Linked DNA regions of Mus musculus: region 1 is linked to region 2. The links are chromatin contacts, called in public HiChIP or PLAC-seq maps. All regions are on one chromosome and are shown on one strand. Each heading gives the region's core, a stretch centred on a gene start, on an enhancer-like site or on the middle of the called end of the contact. The rest is flanking DNA. Distances are from core to core; before and after follow the strand shown.

Evidence for each region. HiChIP or PLAC-seq counts read pairs in DNA pulled down with a chosen protein or histone mark.
Region 1: a contact with region 2 is called in an H3K4me3 HiChIP or PLAC-seq map of the 230-238 cell line, with 22 read pairs. The contact joins the promoter of Mybl1 here to the enhancer-like site in region 2. A contact is called at or near these places in 3 of 39 promoter capture datasets (the HPC-7 cell line, embryonic stem cells and macrophages), 1 of 484 Hi-C or Micro-C datasets (centroblasts), 5 of 115 datasets of contacts at active chromatin or transcription factors (the 230-238 cell line, CD8 T cells, the SCID.adh cell line and 1 more) and 3 of 9 other capture datasets (adipose tissue, liver and pancreatic islet).

What each region holds. Positions count from the first base shown.
Region 1 is chr1:9,697,764-9,701,593 of GRCm38.p6, reverse strand. It overlaps Mybl1 (myeloblastosis oncogene-like 1), which reads left to right and starts at 1,385. Exons shown (of 15, transcript NM_001290397.1): 1 at 1,385-1,659. The coding sequence starts at 1,640.
Region 2 is chr1:9,664,610-9,668,612 of GRCm38.p6, reverse strand. It overlaps Mybl1 (myeloblastosis oncogene-like 1), which reads left to right. Exons shown (of 15, transcript NM_001290397.1): 15 at 1-1,202. Among named protein-coding and RNA genes, the nearest start is that of Mybl1, 34 kb to the left of the region's middle. Within about 2 kb of position 1,267, at least 3 of the 459 cell types and tissues checked have an H3K27ac peak or open chromatin away from gene starts, as enhancers often do. A contact at or near this core is called in the 230-238 cell line, where this site is marked.

The DNA of each region.
Region 1 (3,830 bases), core at 136-2,635, 33 kb before region 2:
GTACATAACAACACCTTGTCTCAAAAATATTAATTTCTAAATTAGTCTCTCTCTTTAGAAGCTACTATGGAACTCAGAAAATAATTTAAAAGTGCTTTTCCTTCCCAAAATATATCTTGAGAAAAAGGAAGTTATTTTTTTTTTAAAAGCGAGTGTGTATCTACCTGGTTGTTTTGAATTGCAAGCTCATCTTGATTTGTATTTGCACCTGTATCTCTGATTTGCAAAAGACGATGCGTACAGTTTCAAAATAGCAAAAAATGTCAGTTTGTAACAACATTGATCTGTGGTTCATCACTCTATGCAGTAGAGCATGGTGTCTTGCAAATTTGGGCTCTTCGCCGTGTCTAATCGCTACTGTAGTTAATAATCTCCTTGTATGCTTCTTTAACCGTGTAACTGTTGAGAAGTTGCAACTGTAAGAGGCCCCTTCCCCTATGCAAGATTTCAGTTACTCCAGCTTTCAGGCGCACCTCCGGGACTCTGGGTTCCCCGCGAAGAGCATCCCGCCCCCTTTGTAGACGGAGTACGAGGTTGAGCTTCTGGAGCACTATCAACCTTTTCCCGTTCCACGCAAGCCTCGAGATAACAACTCCCCACTTATCACACTTTTATTCATCTCTGGGGAAAACAAAAGACACAACAACAGGGTCTTGGCCAGTTTCCTTGTCCTTTCGGCGCAGAACTAACTCACACATGCTTAAGAAAATAACGGCCGCGCAAGTTTCCTGGCTAGAAGGTTAAGTAGATGACCGCGCCCTTAAGTGGCGAGACTCACAGCGCGAACTAGCGCCCGCGAGGTCCTCCCCTGCCCAGGACCCCGACTGTCCCCGCCCCAGAGGCACGCTCCGCACCCCTCCGGAGGTGGCGGCGGCTGGATCGGCCCCGGCGCCTCTTCCGGCACACACCCGGGGCGCAGAAACTCGCCTTCCCAGCAATCTCCGCGCCCCACTGGGTGGCTCACCCCGCGTTCCGTGTCCTGTCACCTCGGCCCGTGAACCGGCCTCGCGCCTCCCCCATCCCGCCCCGCCCCTCCCCCGGCTCCACGGCGCTCCGGGACTCCCGCGAGTTCCAATCCTGGCTTCTAGCCCCGCCGGCCCCGCCCTCTGCCGCGCGCGCCCTCGCCGCCCCGCCCCCGCCCCCCTGCGCGCGGCCGCCCCAGCCAATGAGGTTCGGGGCCGCGTGCGCAGATTCAAACGGCGGCTCTTGAGGGAGGCTGGGCGCGAGATTCGGCGGTGCGGACAAAACCCTGCAGGAGGCTGCGAGTGCTGCAGTGCTGCTCGCTGCGGGGAGAGGGCGGGGGTCGGCGCCCGTGACGGAGCGGCGCAGGGCCGGCAGCTCTGAGGCGGAGGCGGCGGCGGCGGGCGGGGCGGCGGCGGGCGGGAGCACGCCTCCTGACATGTCCAGGGCATCCCTGGCCGGGCCCGGCCGCGGCTAGGAGCAGTGGGTCTTGGTCCGCCCCTCTGTCCCTCAGTCCCGCCTGGCCCTGACCTGACCGGGCCTGCTTTCCGCTCTCGGTCACCTGAGGGAAGGAGTTGGGGAAGCGGCGGGTGGGTCTCGGAGAGGGAGCATTGGCCCCAGGCTGGAGGAGGCTGACCCCGCGTCCCCGCCCAGCCCGCGCCTATGCGGTACTTGAAGGATGGCGAAGAGGTCGCGCAGGTGGGTGCCATCCCCTCGGACCCGGCCTAGCGGCCCTGTCTCGACTCTTGCTCTCTGTCCTTTCCTGCTGGTCCCCACTTAGGCCCTCTCGAGCCTGGGGGGCATAGGTTTTCCTGTTCGGTGGGTGTCCCACACCCGCTTCGGCCGCGCTGGCCTGAGAGCATCTATCATTATTAGACTCCATCATTATTAGACGACTGTGTGTAGGACTCTCTCTAACAAATGCTCAGGTTGCTGCATTGACGGATTCTCCCACAGCTCACGCCCAGACTTCTAACTTCTCACAGCCACTTTCAGGGAGGTTTCTTGCCAGGTAAGTTTGCCCACTGTCAGGGGATACGCCACGCCAGGGGAAGCGGTTGTGTTTGCCTGGATGACTTGAAATGGGGTTCTCTCCTCTGACTTAATCGTGCCAAATCAAAACAGATCTCCTTGACAAACCTGGGCGGGCACGGTTCTGGGAAATCTTGAGAAGGGAATTCGCTAAATCTCCCTTGTGCGCACTGCTCTTCTGAGCTTTTCTTTTTCTTAGTATCTTCTGAGGACATTGTTACGTTGTTACTATCGAGTAAACTTGATCCTAAACCAATGTGTCTTAGTTACTTTGTATCTCAAGTATTCATGTTTGATTCTGATTGTATCGGCATTGTAACAAGTAGGACACAATGTTGTTGTTGTAGAAAGATGTGCTAGGATGTCTTTATGCACCTAACTTTTATTTTATGCTATTGTAATAGCTACTCCTAAATTGTGTGGCATAATCAGATGACAAAAAAATCTAGTGTCTCGATTTTCAGTATTAAGGAAACCTGAAAAGTATTTCTCAGAATTTCCATTTATCTAGATACACAGCTTCAAAATCTAAGAGTCATATTCCCTGAGCTGAAATTTAGTACTGAGAGTCATTCATTGCAGAGTTTGATTTAAAATAACTACGCATAAAATACTTGGCTTTATTCATATATTCTTCTATATGTAGGTTGGTTCTGCAGATATCAACATAAATTTAATTATGACATAATTACTTTATATAAAGTGGCTGCAGAATAGATTGAACATTGAAGTGGAACAAGTGTGCATATACGCATACACCCACAGGCACACTACCTTGGTCTTTTATCATTTTGGATGAGGTAGTTGTAGGGGTTTTTAGCAGCACCTTTACCTTTACTCAGTAGAAGACAGTAGCCCTTTTTCCTACAGTCAGGACAACCAAAACTGTTTACAGATGGTGCCACATATCTCTGGGGGGATGGAATCTGGACCATGCAGGTAAGAACTGCTGATCTACAACTTCAAAGACATAACATTCCCATCTTCATAAAAGATGCAGATTTAAAGATAAGATTGCTGGAGTACTGCTTTAGGCTTTTTGAGTTTTGAAGTCTAACAATGCTTTTAAATGATGTGTAAGTTAATTGAGACAATATAGAATGATGTAAAAAATGATGTAAAAAGTTATAGTTCTGGAGTAATTGTGCTGCAGTGAAACACTTCTCTGGAAGTATGTAGATAGAGGGTGTGATGAGAGATCACCATCTCTGGTCTGTTTCTTTGGGTTTTCTTCAGTGAGTTCCAGGTGCTGTTAAATTTCTTATATATTTAAATATGATTCCTGTATTAGAAGATAATGAAATGTTTGAGGATGAAATACCTTATTCATTGGGCTTTCTTCTTTGGCTGAGAATCTTAGTAGATATGAATTCAATATATAATAGAGAAACAAAGGTCTTCAGCATACAAACACTGAGGTGAATGCAATATCTTGCATAAGGATATGGGCATAAATATAGTAGACTTTCTCTATGTTATTTGGGGGAAAAAAACACCTAAAAGCAGAAAATGTTTACCCTAAATATAAAACAACTGAACAATGTTGGTTCTTTTTAGCTTTCTAATGGCTGCAGAGTTTTTCACTAAGATTTGCATATAGAAAAGGTTATGTAGTTTTGTGACTTAAAATAGTTTTAGAATTTAATGGGGATTTTAGTGATACAATTTACAGCTATTTCTTATTAGGATATCTATTAACAGTATGTATTTGATTTTTAAATATTCTATGTATAGTTTCATTTTATGGTATGTGTGTGCTCATGCATGAGTGCATGTGTGCCTGTGTACATGCAGTTGTGCCAGGGTGTGAAAGATGAAAGGACAGTTATCTGGAAGTT
Region 2 (4,003 bases), core at 18-2,517:
AGAGATTTTATGTAATTTTTTGAGATGTATAATGGTGTGCTGTCAACCTAAACACTGACAGGCAAATAGAATTGTACACTGTAGTTTGAATTATTTATAATTGACACACTCTCTCCCTCTCCACTCCTGAAGTATGCTGCTATAGAAAGTAGCAGAATCGGCTTGCTGCTATGAGAGATGGAAAGAGCGACCACCACTTGCACTGTGTGAAAAGATAAGCAAATGATGGCACGTTCTCAAGTTAACTAATGGATTCAACTATTCCCAAGCAGATTCTTACAAAGACCAAAACACCACTATGCCTCAAAACCAAACCAAACAGCTTAAGATTTTTAAAACTCTATTTATCTGTTAATAGAAATGGGACTACTGAATATTTTAATGCCTAGTTCTTCAACAGTAGACCTAAAGGGTTTTAAGCTTTAAATCCAATTGCTAGTTTTTGCATACTATATGTTAGTGAGAAGTAAAGAATATGTGTGGTGGTATTAAGATTATGCCTTCTTGATAACAATAGGTAAAACAATTTGAATCTTCTTAGCATGTTAAATGTTTATTTTTTCTAATTAATGAACTTCTCACAGAAATTTTGCTTTGTAAAACCAATGATTGTGGAAAAAAATCTATATATCATTTCAGTTACTTTGGGGTAACAATAGCACATAATTCCTTTTTTAAAAAATGTAGCCTTCAGCTGATTGGATGTAATAATCTCCAGTGGCCAAAGTATATAACTCAGACACGTTACATATTCTAAAACATAATTTTTCTTGAGCATTAAGTTAACACAAATGTTAATGTATTATACATAAGCTTCAGCTTATGGGACAGAGTACATATTTGGGTTGGTATTGGTTGAATCCTCCAGTTAACTGCTTTGTTGTTGTTTTTTTTTTTTTTTTTTTTTTTTGCAAGATTTGTAATCATAAAACTGTTAGGCATCTTAAGTCATCTTTTTCTACTGTTCATTTATATTCTTCAGTTTTCTGAAGATGCCAGACGTACAGGTAGCAGCCATTCATGCATGGAAACTGACTTCACACATACCAATACTGCATTTTGTTGTAAGGTTTTCACATTAATACAGCAATTACACTGATTAAATTGAGTTTTTTTAATATATGAAAAACTTTGCATTGTAAGAGAATCTTGCAGACAATGTTGAAATCTATTAACATCCAAATAAAAGCATCTGTGTACAAGCTGGCTTGGCATTGCTCATTTCACTGTGGCTCTGAGTAAGGGATTTGATTGAACCCTTAAGACCTGAGTTTAACATTGAGTTCTTAGAACTCCCTTTACAGGAATTTCATCTATTAATAAATGTGGCCTCTCCATCAGCCTTCATGCAGAAACATTTTCAACTTCCTTTTATTTTATTTTTTTGAGGTTTTAAAAAAAATTTATCAGTTATTTTGTTTATTTACATTCAAATGTTTTCCTCCTTCCTGGTATTCTCTCTAAAAACACCTCATCCCACTCCCCTCCCACCTGCCTCCACAAAGGCCCTTCCCCATCCACCCACCCACTGGAGCCCCACCACCCTAGAATTTCTCTAAGCTGGGGCATCAGACCTTCGCAGAACCAAGGGCCTCCCCATCCTTTGATTGCAGACAAGGCCATCCTCTGCTGCATATGCAGCTGGAGCCATGGGTCTCTCCATGTGTATTCTTTGATTGGTGGTTTAGTCTCTGGGAGCTCTGGGGTTTCTGGTTTGTTGACGTTGTTCTTTCTATGGGGTTGCAAACCCCTTCAGCTCCTTCAGTCCTTCCCTTATCTCTTCCATCTGGGTCCTCTGCTCAGTCTGATGATTGGCTGCAAGCATCCTCATCTGCATTCATTGGGCTCTGGCACAGCCTCTCAGGTGACAGCTATACTGGGGTCCTTCTGCAAGAATTTCTTAGCATCAGCAATAGTTTCTGGGTTTGCTTTCTACAGATGGGATGAATCCATATTTGGGGCAGTATCTGGATGCCCTTTCCTCCAGTCTTTGCTCCATTCTTTGTCCCTGCATTTCCTCACAAAATCATTAGAGTGTTATCTGGGAAGGGTCAAATGGCCACAAGTTAGGTTTTGGAAATATTGCATTATCTTGATGAGTTCACCACCATTATTTAGTTTTTAGGTTTAGCAATCTGTTGGAATTAAGTTGCTGAAAATGAATTTGCCTCTCAGTAGAAGTCTTACATAATTTTTTAAAGACTTGGTATGTAAAACCAGAATTCTGTTCATTTGTATGTAAAATAAAACTGCAGAGGACTGGGTCCGTTCTCACCTTAGATGTAAGCAGAAGGAAATAGTAACCACAATTAGATGTGACCAGATCTCTAGGGTTGTCTAATAATAATGATTCTTATTTATGTTCAACTTGGGGCTGGTTTCCACACTTCATTTCAATTTTTCCGGTGCCTTGGCTCTCCCAAGAACATACTTTTTTCATGCCTGTGTTTGCAATGTTACCTTTTTTTATACTGTTTCTAGAATGTTATTGTCAGCCAGGCCTATGAAGCATTTCCTGAGTGCTTCATAAAATGTTCCTTCTATTCTTCCTGGTTCCATGATTATTTTGTTTCTGAGCATCAATGAACTTAGAAAATCTTGTAAATGTTTTAATAATTAGTTATTACCAGGGAATAGTTATACGTACACAACAGATTTACAAATAGCTTTGATTTCCTATTGCCATAAAAAGTTTTGCCTATATTCAAGAAACTTTCTGAAGATCTTTTAGCTCATTTTTTATAACCATGTAATTTGCTGCTCTATTTGTCAGTTATGGAGTGATAAGCCAGCCAGGTAATCAGATCTTTAATGTCTTATGTAAAACAGTTGATAGGATTTGAAGGGATACTTTGTCTCCGAGAAGTGAAAGTGTATTAGAGAGTGGAGGGTAAACTGAGTTGAGAGAGATGCTTTGGGAAATTAACTTTCCTCTGTTTTGTTTTAATTAGTACAGATATGCTCAACAAGAATATGTGAGATAGACAAGCTAAAGTGCACTTAGAAAAGAAATTTTGTAGCCAGTGTGGTTGAAAACTTAGTATCTTGGTGCAAATACATTTAAAGCTATTGGATTTGAGGTACACTTAATTTTAAGTAGTTATACTGTCCTTTCTAAAGTTCCTAGGACTGGTATGATTATTCAAGAGCCAAGTAGAGAATATGTTTGAACCACATGGGTACCAGGGATGGAATTCAGGCAAGCACCTTTTATCACCTATGAACCATCTTGTCAGCTCTATTCAGTTTTAACTATATAATTTTGTCAATGATAGCTCAAAGGTTTCACTGTATTCTGACAATTTCTTAAGTACTAATGCAGTTAGTACTTAAATATTCAACTTTAATGAGTACTTTCCATGCCCCCACGCTGGGTTCGGGGGATACTCGGAGAGGGCAGTGGGACAGCCATTATGGTATTTCATTAGGCTCCTCAGTAACAGAGAAGCTGATATTCTAGGTAAAGGGATGAATATTTAACAGATAATTTTCCTTTGGCTAAAAAAGTGAGCTAGATCCTACAGCCAAGTTTGTTAGTATGTGTGGACTTGGCCCAGAGAGTGAATAGCTCCCCAGCCCCTCTGCTCACCAAACAGAATTAGAGTTATATGGGGCCTTGGAGGCTTGCACAGCAGGATAGCAACTGCAGCCACAGGCCAGTTACTATGCTAAACCCTGTATGTACCTAATCTCATTGTAATCCTTACAGCACCCTTTTGAGATAAATACTCTTGCAGTCAACTTCTGTGGATATGGAGTAGGTTTATGTTAAGAGACTTGTCTAAACACCATGCTGAAGATGGGCTTCAGTTGTCCACGATTTAGACGGTTTCTTCAAAATTACACATAGGGTGCAAAAAAAAAAATACATCATTTATATAAAAATTTAAAAGTATAAAGCTAAGCAAAGCTAATGTATGCTGTTGCTGTTAGAAGTTGGGATGATGTTCACTTTGTGTGCGTAGCTGTGTAGGGTGCTGCAATGTTCTCTCTTGCTCCCGAT